Linked DNA regions of Sus scrofa: regions 1 and 2 are each linked to region 3. The links are chromatin contacts, called in public Hi-C and HiChIP or PLAC-seq maps. All regions are on one chromosome and are shown on one strand. Each heading gives the region's core, a stretch centred on a gene start, on an enhancer-like site or on the middle of the called end of the contact. The rest is flanking DNA. Distances are from core to core; before and after follow the strand shown.

The links. Hi-C and Micro-C count contacts between places; a contact is called where the count stands out from the background. HiChIP or PLAC-seq counts read pairs in DNA pulled down with a chosen protein or histone mark.
Region 1: a contact with region 3 is called in a Hi-C map of skeletal muscle, with 2.8 times the contacts expected there. The contact joins two enhancer-like sites. A contact is called at or near these places in 6 of 47 Hi-C or Micro-C datasets (alveolar macrophages, embryonic fibroblasts, omental adipose tissue and 3 more) and 2 of 2 datasets of contacts at active chromatin or transcription factors (alveolar macrophages and skeletal muscle).
Region 2: a contact with region 3 is called in an H3K27ac HiChIP or PLAC-seq map of alveolar macrophages. The contact joins two enhancer-like sites. A contact is called at or near these places in 5 of 47 Hi-C or Micro-C datasets (alveolar macrophages, liver, retroperitoneal adipose tissue and 1 more) and 2 of 2 datasets of contacts at active chromatin or transcription factors (alveolar macrophages and skeletal muscle).

Annotation. Positions count from the first base shown.
Region 1 is chr3:96,971,269-96,974,564 of Sscrofa11.1, reverse strand. It overlaps THADA (thyroid adenoma-associated protein), which reads right to left. Exons shown (of 40, transcript XM_021088406.1): 28 at 2,493-2,584. Among named protein-coding and RNA genes, the nearest start is that of THADA, 100 kb to the right of the region's middle. Within about 2 kb of position 1,739, at least 5 of the 83 cell types and tissues checked have an H3K27ac peak or open chromatin away from gene starts, as enhancers often do. A contact at or near this core is called in alveolar macrophages and skeletal muscle, where this site is marked.
Region 2 is chr3:97,129,394-97,132,692 of Sscrofa11.1, reverse strand. The region is part of intron 33 of THADA (thyroid adenoma-associated protein); the gene reads right to left. Among named protein-coding and RNA genes, the nearest start is that of ZFP36L2, 69 kb to the left of the region's middle. Within about 2 kb of position 1,297, at least 31 of the 83 cell types and tissues checked have an H3K27ac peak or open chromatin away from gene starts, as enhancers often do. A contact at or near this core is called in alveolar macrophages, retroperitoneal adipose tissue, skeletal muscle and 1 more, where this site is marked.
Region 3 is chr3:97,045,338-97,048,666 of Sscrofa11.1, reverse strand. It overlaps THADA (thyroid adenoma-associated protein), which reads right to left. Exons shown (of 40, transcript XM_021088406.1): 31 at 571-739. Among named protein-coding and RNA genes, the nearest start is that of ZFP36L2, 150 kb to the left of the region's middle. Within about 2 kb of position 1,721, at least 15 of the 83 cell types and tissues checked have an H3K27ac peak or open chromatin away from gene starts, as enhancers often do. A contact at or near this core is called in alveolar macrophages, retroperitoneal adipose tissue, skeletal muscle and 1 more, where this site is marked.

The sequences.
Region 1 (3,296 bases), core at 490-2,989, 74 kb after region 3:
TTTTTATGTCTAGTTCCCTTCTGATCAAGAGCACATATTTGCAAGACTGTGTGCAGAACCATCTGTGGCTGTGAACGTAGACTCCACTGACCTAGGCGGTGTCATCAGCTGAGTTTAGTTATTCAGTGGTTGAGGAACCAGTCAACAAGGCATCATTATCACTAGCATTCTTACAGTGCCCACCATATATACACAGACTAGAAGGAAAAGGCTCCACCCTCAGGGAGTTAATATTGTAGGGGACAGGTATATAAACATTTTGACCAAAAGTGGCATAATTAAATAAACTACAGCTAAAAGAACCATAACAAATAATGGCAAGTGTAAGACACTCAAAGTTTCGCAAAGCAAATCCAGTGGATGCTGCCAAGAAATATACCCTTTAAGGATTAAACAGAGAATAAAAGCATTGTCTATGTAATGAGATATACCAACCTTCAGATTACTGAAATAAAAACTCTTACCAAAGATGCTCATCACATTAAAAAATTAACTTCTTAATGCCTTCATTTCACTTTTTAGCTTTTACTCAAAACAATTACGTGACTATTCCATTTCCCTCTTTCTAGGAAAGCTATATATTTTGTAACCTTCCTTATTTGAGAGGAATGAAGTTATAATGGGGTTGCCATAAGCATGCTGTGGCAAAGAGACTAGGACTATGTGCTTTTATGTGCTACTCTTCCACCCTGTTTCAGATGTAACCTATGCAAAATGAATCTGATCATTTTCTCCTGTACATAGTAAAACTTGTATACACATCCAAGAATCATTCTCTTCATAAAAAGTAAAAGAGAAAAAAAGCATTTCTTCATTTTTTGAATTCAGCTTTAAACATCAATTTCACTTGCTTGATAAACCTCATACCGTATTTTATTTACACTACTTATCATGGCCTTACATTATAATATGACCAAACTGTTTTAAACCTTAGCACAACTGAATTATTAACAAAATAAACAAACCTAAAAAGAAACACATATCAGCGATTTCAACCTAGTGACAGGAAGAATTTATTTAGGAATCAGCTAAATAGTAAAAATCATCTTTTTACTAATCATCCTTTCAAAGGAATAATGTGATCGTTATGAAAAATACAACTCAGCTGAAAAAAAAAAAAACTTCTCTAGCCTTTCCTTAATATACTCAAGGGATTCACACATTTATAGCCAACTGCTTTCCATTTAAATATTTATTGAATTTTATAGGGTGATATGTAGCAATTTAAATGACAATTCAGAACTACCAGAAGGTTTCACCAGAATTACTTATAGTGTATTACAAAATTATTTCATGATATTTTCTAATTCCTAAGACCTAGTTCCATCATAAGAATATATATATATATATATATATATGCTTTTTAGGGCTGCAAATGTGGCGCATGGAAGATCCCAGGGTAGGGGTTGAATCAGAGCTGCGACTGCTGGCTTACACCACAGCCACAGCCATGCCAGATCCAAGCTGCGTCTGTGACCTCCACCACAGCTCATGGCAATGCCAGATCCTTAACCCACTAAGTGAGGCCAAGGATCAAACCAGCATCTTCATGGTTATCGGTTGGATTCATTACTGCTGAACCACAACAGGAACTGCCAAGAATACATATTTTAATAAACAACAGATTAAAACTGAAATTAAAAGTGCGATCATCCACTTTTTTAGGTAGGAGAGGAATGGAGCTTGATTTATCTCTAGTTCATCCAGAGGAAGACCACTGGGCCAAATCAGATCCTGAAGTTAAAAGTAATTAAGCATGCAGCGACAGTGACATCTAGTGTTAACTCATGCAAGCCACTAGACTACCATTAAAACCAGCCTAAGTACTAAAGAAACTATTCAAAGCTTCTCTTTAAAAACCACCAAACAGAACTTATGCATTGTATCTAAAAATTCCTCATAATCAAAGTGTTTCAGTAAGTTTTTTTCCAGACATTTAAAAAAAAAAACCTTAACAGAAAAACCTCTTAGGGAACAAACACAACAAAGACCTAAAAGTAAACAAGCACTGTTTATCCCGTGTGGCCAACATTTGCAACTGCTCACCTTGGTGAGAGCTTAATGCAATGTAATCTGGGGCGTGTTCTGATGAGCACATCATAAACATTTAAACTTCCAGTTACTATAAAAGCAACAATATGGCACGAGCCAGTACTTGATGACATATCAAGAAAAAGCAATTTAAGACATCTCGGGAATACTCGAAGAAGATGCAAATCAACAAAACTTTAGCTGTTGCACTGGGAAACGAGCTCTACATTTCAAGTCCTTGCTACCTTGCTATATTTTTGTTGCTCTGAAAGGTCCACTTATTTAAACAGTAGATATTTTTACCCAAGGGTTTAGAACTTGGCAGCATAGATTAATTTACTATAGTGTTTTTATAGTTATATACTCTAGAGGAATCTATAAAAGTAAGTGAAATTCCAAAAATTATTTTTGGCCACGACAATATTTTGTAAAAAGGGAAGTTAGCATTAGATGAAGCTTACCTATTTTTTTTGGAAAGTTCATCCTTTCCCTTTTTAACTCCAAATATCCTTGTGATCAAGGTACTGAAGAGAAGCGTGGATGAATTTCTCACCTAATGTAAAAATGTATATACAATAAAGGTTAAGACATATTCATGGCATAACACCAACATTTACAATGTTAAAACTAGATATTCAAAATCATTACCCAATTTCCTAGTGGAGGGCTAAAGGAGATATGGTCTCTATTCATAAAATAAGACAATTTTCACTAACTTTGTAGTAATTCCCTCTATGACTTCCTCTCAAACTGAGCTCTATAGTCTAACCACATCCACACAACACAGCTTTTTTCATACTTCTAATATTACCACCAACTGTTTTATTTCTTTGTGCTTATATCATCGAATAACACTTTAAAAAAAAGTTAATTTTTCCACAACATTTCTGATGATGAATAATACCCCAGTAAAAAGCTCAGCTCTCTCCATCTATTTTCTGTAGTCATCTGCCTATGAGAAAATATAAGACCTAACTCAAAGAACCCACATTATTAACATGGCCAGAAAAATATTTAATATCGTATCTAAAATGCTACTACCCGCACAATGCCAGTAACCTAATAATGTAATTTTAAACCCTAAGATTATCTGAGATAACTGGTTCATAAAAATAAGAAGAAAGAACCATCATTAATAAGCATGAATCACATCTATTTCCAAATCAATGTGTCAGGATGCTTTCCTGTATCATAAAAATGTCCTGAATGCATACTGGGCTTCCTCAATTACCTTGCCAAATCAGCGTAGACAGGTATAAACATGT
Region 2 (3,299 bases), core at 48-2,547, 84 kb before region 3:
AGAGACCGTTATGGGAGAAGCTAAAACCCCAGTAATCACAGCAAAATTGTTCTACTTAGAAAGAGGCCAATCAAACAGAAAAAAACAGTTTCACTGCCACACTGGGGACGCTGTATAAATGGCCAGGGTATGGACCGTGCCACTCTGGTGGTCGCTTGCCATTGAGCCTCAGAGGCAGGTTCTTGATTCTACCTTTCCTGTGCTGTCTCCTTGAATGATTGAGTGAACAAATGAATGAATTTCTCTCTCGCATATGGTAATGACTCAGAATTCTCTGATCCCGCTAGATCAGGAAACGTCTGTAGAAGTTTCGGACAAATGAATGAATGAATGAATTTCTCTCTCACATATGGTAATGACTCGGAATTCTCCGATCCCGCTCGATCAGGAAACGTCTGTAGAAGCCCCCCCCACCCCCACCCCTTTACTCTCCTTAAAAAAAGTGAGAGAATACAAAGTGGATTTTACTTTTAAGGCACAGTGAGACGGTCAGCTTTTTCTATTTCAAAGAACTGGAGCTCTGGTCAGAGAGATCTGGTAATCAGACCCAACAAATGTTCTTATCTGGACCAGTTGATAAACTGGTTCTAAAAATAATCAGAGATGATAGTTTGTACACTCTGTGCTGTTAATGGTCTGTTATGCAATTTCTCAGTATAAAAAAAAAACACAATTATGTTTGGAGAGGAGAGGAAACCATAGGAACTACAACAACAACAACACCACAAATCGAGTGATTTAATACATCTTGGCTTCTCCTTATCGAAGGGAAATTCCAATTCTTCTACTTAATCCTCTGCTCCTCCTGGTGAACAGTAATCCTGACCTGAAGGGCCCTTCCAGTCACAGACAAGGAGAAGGACCTGGCGGAAGCGTTTGGAGACTCGCTCCGTCTTGAGAAGCACCCTGAACGGGTGCCGGCTGTTTACGTCTTGCCTACTTTCTGGGTCTCTGAACCCCTTCTGCCCTGCGTACGGGCATGGCCCCGACACACACATCCCTCTGAAAACACTCCCTCCTTCCCCTGCCCCAGCAGATTCTCCAAGTACTTTTTTAGGCACCAAACGCCTTATCTGCTCTTGAGGAAGGAGGATGAGCTTCTGAAAATACTATTTGAAGACTACTTGGTCAACCCAAAAATAACAACAGTCCCTGTGGCTTGGGAGATGGAGTCCGAAGAGTTCTGAAGGGATTTGGGTAGGCTAAAAATGAGCTCACCAGGCCCTGGGTGGGACCAGCAGTTTTCACTTCTTGCCTCCACCCACCATCCCATCCTTGCCTCTGCCCAACACAGGGAGGAAGTCAGGAAATACTTGTGGATAAACACATGACAACCCGAAGACACAAACATAAAATTACTTCTTAGCATACACTGCTTTGGGTTCTTTGTCAGCGAATTGCTCCCAAGGACAAGATTGAGAAATCAGCAACTTCTGTATCATCACAGCTTAGACACCCCCCCATTTCATTTAACCTCTTCCCCACAAAGGATCTGGGGCTTCCCTTTTGCCCTTCGGCAATGAGATACGGTGTGAAACCTTTTTGAGAGTCTCAGTGGCTGGGAAGATTCTTTTAAATAAGTGGGGCTTACCTCTGCCGACGCACCTGTAATGAGTGGCTAGGACTGCTGATCTCAGTGTCTTGCCAGCGCTACAGTTTATAGTTCTGGAAGAAACAGTCTCTAAGACTGAAGAGGTTTCTGGTGCCACTGGCCTACATCAATGTGGGAATGACGCCACAAGGTACAATCTACAGCTGGCAAATCCAACAGAATCTGGTTGCACTGGCATGCGGTTTAGTGTGCCATCAAGTACATTCTGCCAGATGGGCACTGGAGGAGAGCCTGGGAGTAAGCGTAGCTGGCCATGGGACCAGCAGAAGTTCTGATGAGATGACCGACCATTCGTTTTGGTACCAATTTTACTTCCTAATACCTGCTTGTCTTCCTATGCTAGATTTTTTCTTTCTTATAATGTTACTTTCCATGGGGTTTTCACAGTTTTTTTTTTTTTCTCTTTCTTTCAGGTGACCTTTACCCCAATGCTCTGAGGGTACCATCCCCACTTTACAACTGAGGAACCAAGAAGTTTCAAAGCAAAGTGATGAAGGTGATAGTTCTTTTAGCCCATGCAAGTTTAACCACTATAGGAATTGCCCTTTGCCATAAACAACTAACAGCTATAAACTAGACAAACGTGTGAAATTATTGTTTTTAAACATCAGACATGGGCAGTCCAGGACCATGGCCCCCGAGAGAAGAAAGCAACACATAAGGTGAGACTTCTAGTTGCCCCAGACTACTAAGCAGGGGCACCTTCCCTCCCGGCACAGACAGGGAGAACCCAGAGCCCAGAGGTCTTGCTGAGTCAGAACGATTGGATATTCATATGAAAAATAACAAAAAGAACTTCAGGAGTTCCCATTGTGGCTCAGTGGAAATGAATCTGACTAGCATCCCTTAGGACGCAAGTTTAACAAGTTTAATCCCTGGCCTTGCTCAGTAGGTTAAGGATCCGGTGTTGCTGAGAGCTGTAGTGTAGGTCGAAGATGTGGCTCAGATCCTGCGTTGCTGTGGCTGTGGCGTAGGCTGGCAGCTGCAGCTCCAATCTGACCCTTAGCCTAGGAACCTCCATATGCCATGGGTGAGGCCCTAAAAAGACAAAGAAAAAAAAAAAAAAAGAAAAACTTCAACCTTATCTCATGACATACATGAACATTAGCCCAAAGTGGATCACAGATCTAAACGTAAAACTTTAAAAATCAAACTTCAGAAGAAAACCTGAGAGACTGTCTTTGTGACCTTGGGATAGGCAAAGACTTCTTTACTAGGGCACAAAAGGCATAAAACAGGAGTTCTCAGGTGGCCTAGTGGTTGAAGGATCTGGCGTTGTCATTGCTGTGGCACAGGTTTGACCCCGGCCCAGAAACCTCCACATGCCTCAGGCGCAGCAAAAAAAAAAAAAAAAAAAGCATAAAAGACAAAGGAAAAACTGATAAATCGGACTTCATCAAAATTAAAAACATAAGCTCTTCAAAAGACATTGTTAAGAAAAAAGACCTGCTGTGTAGCACTGAAAACTACGTCTAGATACTTACAATGGAGCACGACAATGGGAGAAAAAACTATGTGTACATGTATGTGTAACTGGGTCCCCATGCTGTACAGTGGAAAAAAAAAAAGTGAGTTGGGGGAAATAACAATAAAAAATAAATTAAAGAAAAGAAAAAAGACAAGCAACAGATAGGTAAAAAATATTTAATGACTATTTATCTGTATAAAATATTTGTATCCAGAACAA
Region 3 (3,329 bases), core at 472-2,971:
GGAACCTCCATATACAGGTGAGGCCATAAAAAGAAACAAAATAAAAAGGATTGTTTCAATAAGAAGCTTATTTCTTAATCATCTGCTGTAACATTTCTAGGAGGAATGCTAAGTTAAAAGCAATAAATAAATTTGTGTGTTTATTCAAAAGAAAAGTCTCCTCTGTAGCACAGAGAAAACAGGAAAATAGGGTTTGGTAATTCATGTACTGCAGTGTCATGCTGCAGGGCAAACCCTCCCTGATGTGTATCAAGGAACACTCACAACTTCACCCTGAACAGGGAGTGGCCCAGAATGTTCTGCAGGCATCCTCGATGAAAAAGACTTCATCTGGTTTAGAGAGGAAGACCAAGTGGAAAAGCATGTTGTAGAAAGCTTAGGTTGCAATATAAAAGACGATCTGCTACTGCATTGCAAATAATGAAAAAAGCACACCCAAGAAATACTTGTTCTTTCAACAAGAGAAAAAAGTTCTATGGATAAAGTTAAAAGCATATCAAATCTGCACCTGCTAACTGTACCAAAGTTCATTAGTGTTTGACAGAAGTCACAAAAAGTGACTTTCCTTACCTGGAGAAGTGTCCCATGAATATGGTTTTGCCGGAAACATTGGTCAGTGCAGTCAGGGAGTTTGGCCAACAGACTTCGGATGGTAGCAGGGATTTCGTCCATCATAACAAATGGGACCAAGGCACGAGCTGCCATTTCACGGGAGCGGTAAACAGGTGAACAACCACATCTGGGAAGATATAAAAACACAAGGCCATTCAACACTCACTTCCACATCCGCACCTTTGCACGTGTTGAGGTTCTGTCTCAGTCTGCCTGAAATACCCAAGGGCAGGGTGAGGGGAGGAGTTGCTCCCCATTCCAAATGATGTTTTTTCATACTTTCCTTACTCCAAATGACTTTTAAAATGTCAATTCTACAGGTGACTTTGCTTTGCTCATAAACACCATTGATAATCTATGATTCTATCTCAGGGAAAAATACAGATAGGATTTGGGAATAAGATAGCTAGCTAGCTGCTCCTTAACAATCAAACAGCTATTTTCTAGGCTCTCATAATGAAAAAATGTGCTATGATAAGTGTCATGAGAAATAAGATTGTCACTGTTGTCTCTGAGGAGCCTATACTCTGGTTGACAAGATGAGAAGTACATTTGAAAAGCCAACTAAGGAGTTCCCGTGGTGGTGCTGCAGAGATGAATCTAACTAGGAACCATGAGGTTGAGGGTTCAGTCCCTGGCCTTGCTCAGTGGTTTGAGGATCCAGCGTTGCCGTGAGCTGTGGATCTGGCATTGCTGTGGATCTGGTGTAGGCCAGGGCGACAGCTCTCATTAGACCCCTAGCCTGGGAACCTCCACATGCCATGGGTGCAGCCCTAAAAACGACAAAAGACAAAAGAAAAAAAAAAAAGAAAAAAAGAAAAGCCAACTAAAAATGACAGGCAAATGATCTTACTGTGATGGCTACAGAAGGATGAAACGGTGGGTGATCATGTTGAGAAGGATGGAACTCAGGAAAGCGAGTGTGATTCAAGGAAGCCACGAGAGGCCAGGCAGCTATTTCAAGCAGGGACAGTTGCGTACAGCAGCGTCGGAAATGCTCGAGGTAAACGTGTCTGATTTCAGCAGAGGCTCATGAATAACAGTGGACCTTAAGGCTGAGAAGTCAGGCCAGACTGGGGCATGCCACCAACGGTAGAGTACTCGCTCTGAACTTACTGCCAGGAGAATAAGACGTGGGCCCTCAAGTTACCAAATCCTTGCCTCTGGGGCTGACTCACAGCCAAAGAGCTTGATGAGAAGCCAGTTCTTAAGTAAGTGAAAGTCACAGAGAAGTGGTATTTTGAGATTCGACAAAGGTCATTGGAAAGGCAGGTCACCTAGGGCCTCTTGCCTTTTTTGTAAACACTCAGAACCTGAGAGTCCACAACCATTTTTGTTGAAAGTGGGCACTTGAGAGCTTTCACAGGTGGAGTTTTATTTGAAAGGAAAGCCCGATATGCTAAGTCCCAGCTTAAATAAGTTCTTGACTAGAACTCCCAAGACTTCACCATCTTTCATCCCATTACAAAAAGGAACTTGGGAGTTCTCGCTGCGGCACAGCAGAAACGGAATCCGATGTGTATCCAGGATGATGCAGGCTCGATCCCTGCCCGCACTCAGTGGGTGGGGGAATCTGGTGTTGCTGTTGCCATAAGCTGTGGTGTAAGTTGCAGAAGCGGTTTAGATCCTGTGTTGCTATGGCTGTGGCGTAGGCCAGCGGCGACAGCTCCGATTCAACCCCTAGCCTGGGAACCTCCATATGCCACGGGTGTGGCTCAAAAATCAAAACAAAACAAAAAAAAGTTATTCAAGGGAGTTCCCGTCGTGGCGCAGTGGTTATCGAATCCGACTAGGAACCACGAGGTTTGGGGTTCGATCCCTGGCCTTGCTCAGTGGGTTAAGGATCCGGCGTTGCCGTGAGCTGTGGTGTAGGTTGCAGATGCAGCTCGGATCCCTCGTTGCTGTGGCTCTGGCATAGGCCGGTGGCTACAGCTCCGATTCAACCCCTAGCCTGGGAACCTCCATGTGCCGCGGGAGCGGCCCTAGAAATGGCAAAAAGACAAAAAAGACAAAAAAAAAAAAAAAAAAAAAAACTCACTCAACTTATACAAGTGCCTTAGATGCCAAGACAAGAATGGGGAGGCTCAGAAGGTAGCAGACTCCGTGGGGGAAAGAGATGGCCTCTTGTTTTTTCCAAAGTTAATCAGTCGTCCAAGAAAAAAACTACCAGTAAGATCTGAGCCATTAGGTGCATTTTGGCTTAGCATGTGGAGAGACAAAGCCCTAAGACCGAGTTGTTTCTAACACTCCAGAGCTATCACTGACATTTATCTTAATATGATAATAAATGTACAGATAGAATTTCTGTACAAATGTAATGATCCAAGCAGAATTTCATCATGGGGAAGAGGGCAGGTTGGAGCAAGTAGGGAGAGAAGAGAGAGAGGTGAAGGGAAGTCAAGGCCTTGTGTCCTTTCCTCCTGGGACAGTCATGGGATGGGTCAAACAGGACACACTTTCAGGATGGAAAAGAGCTCCCCTTACATCATGGTAGGAAAGTCACTGAAGGCGAAGGCTATGGTAGGCAGCTAGAGATTTCCCCATTTTTTTTTTTTTCTTTGTAGGGCCACATCTTATGGAGGTTCCCAAGCTAGGGGTGGAATCGGAGCTGCAGCTGCCAGCATACACCACAGCCACAGCAACTTGGGAGCTGAGCCGGGTCTGTGACCCACACCACAGCTCATGGCAACACCAGATCTTTAACCCACTGAGCGAGG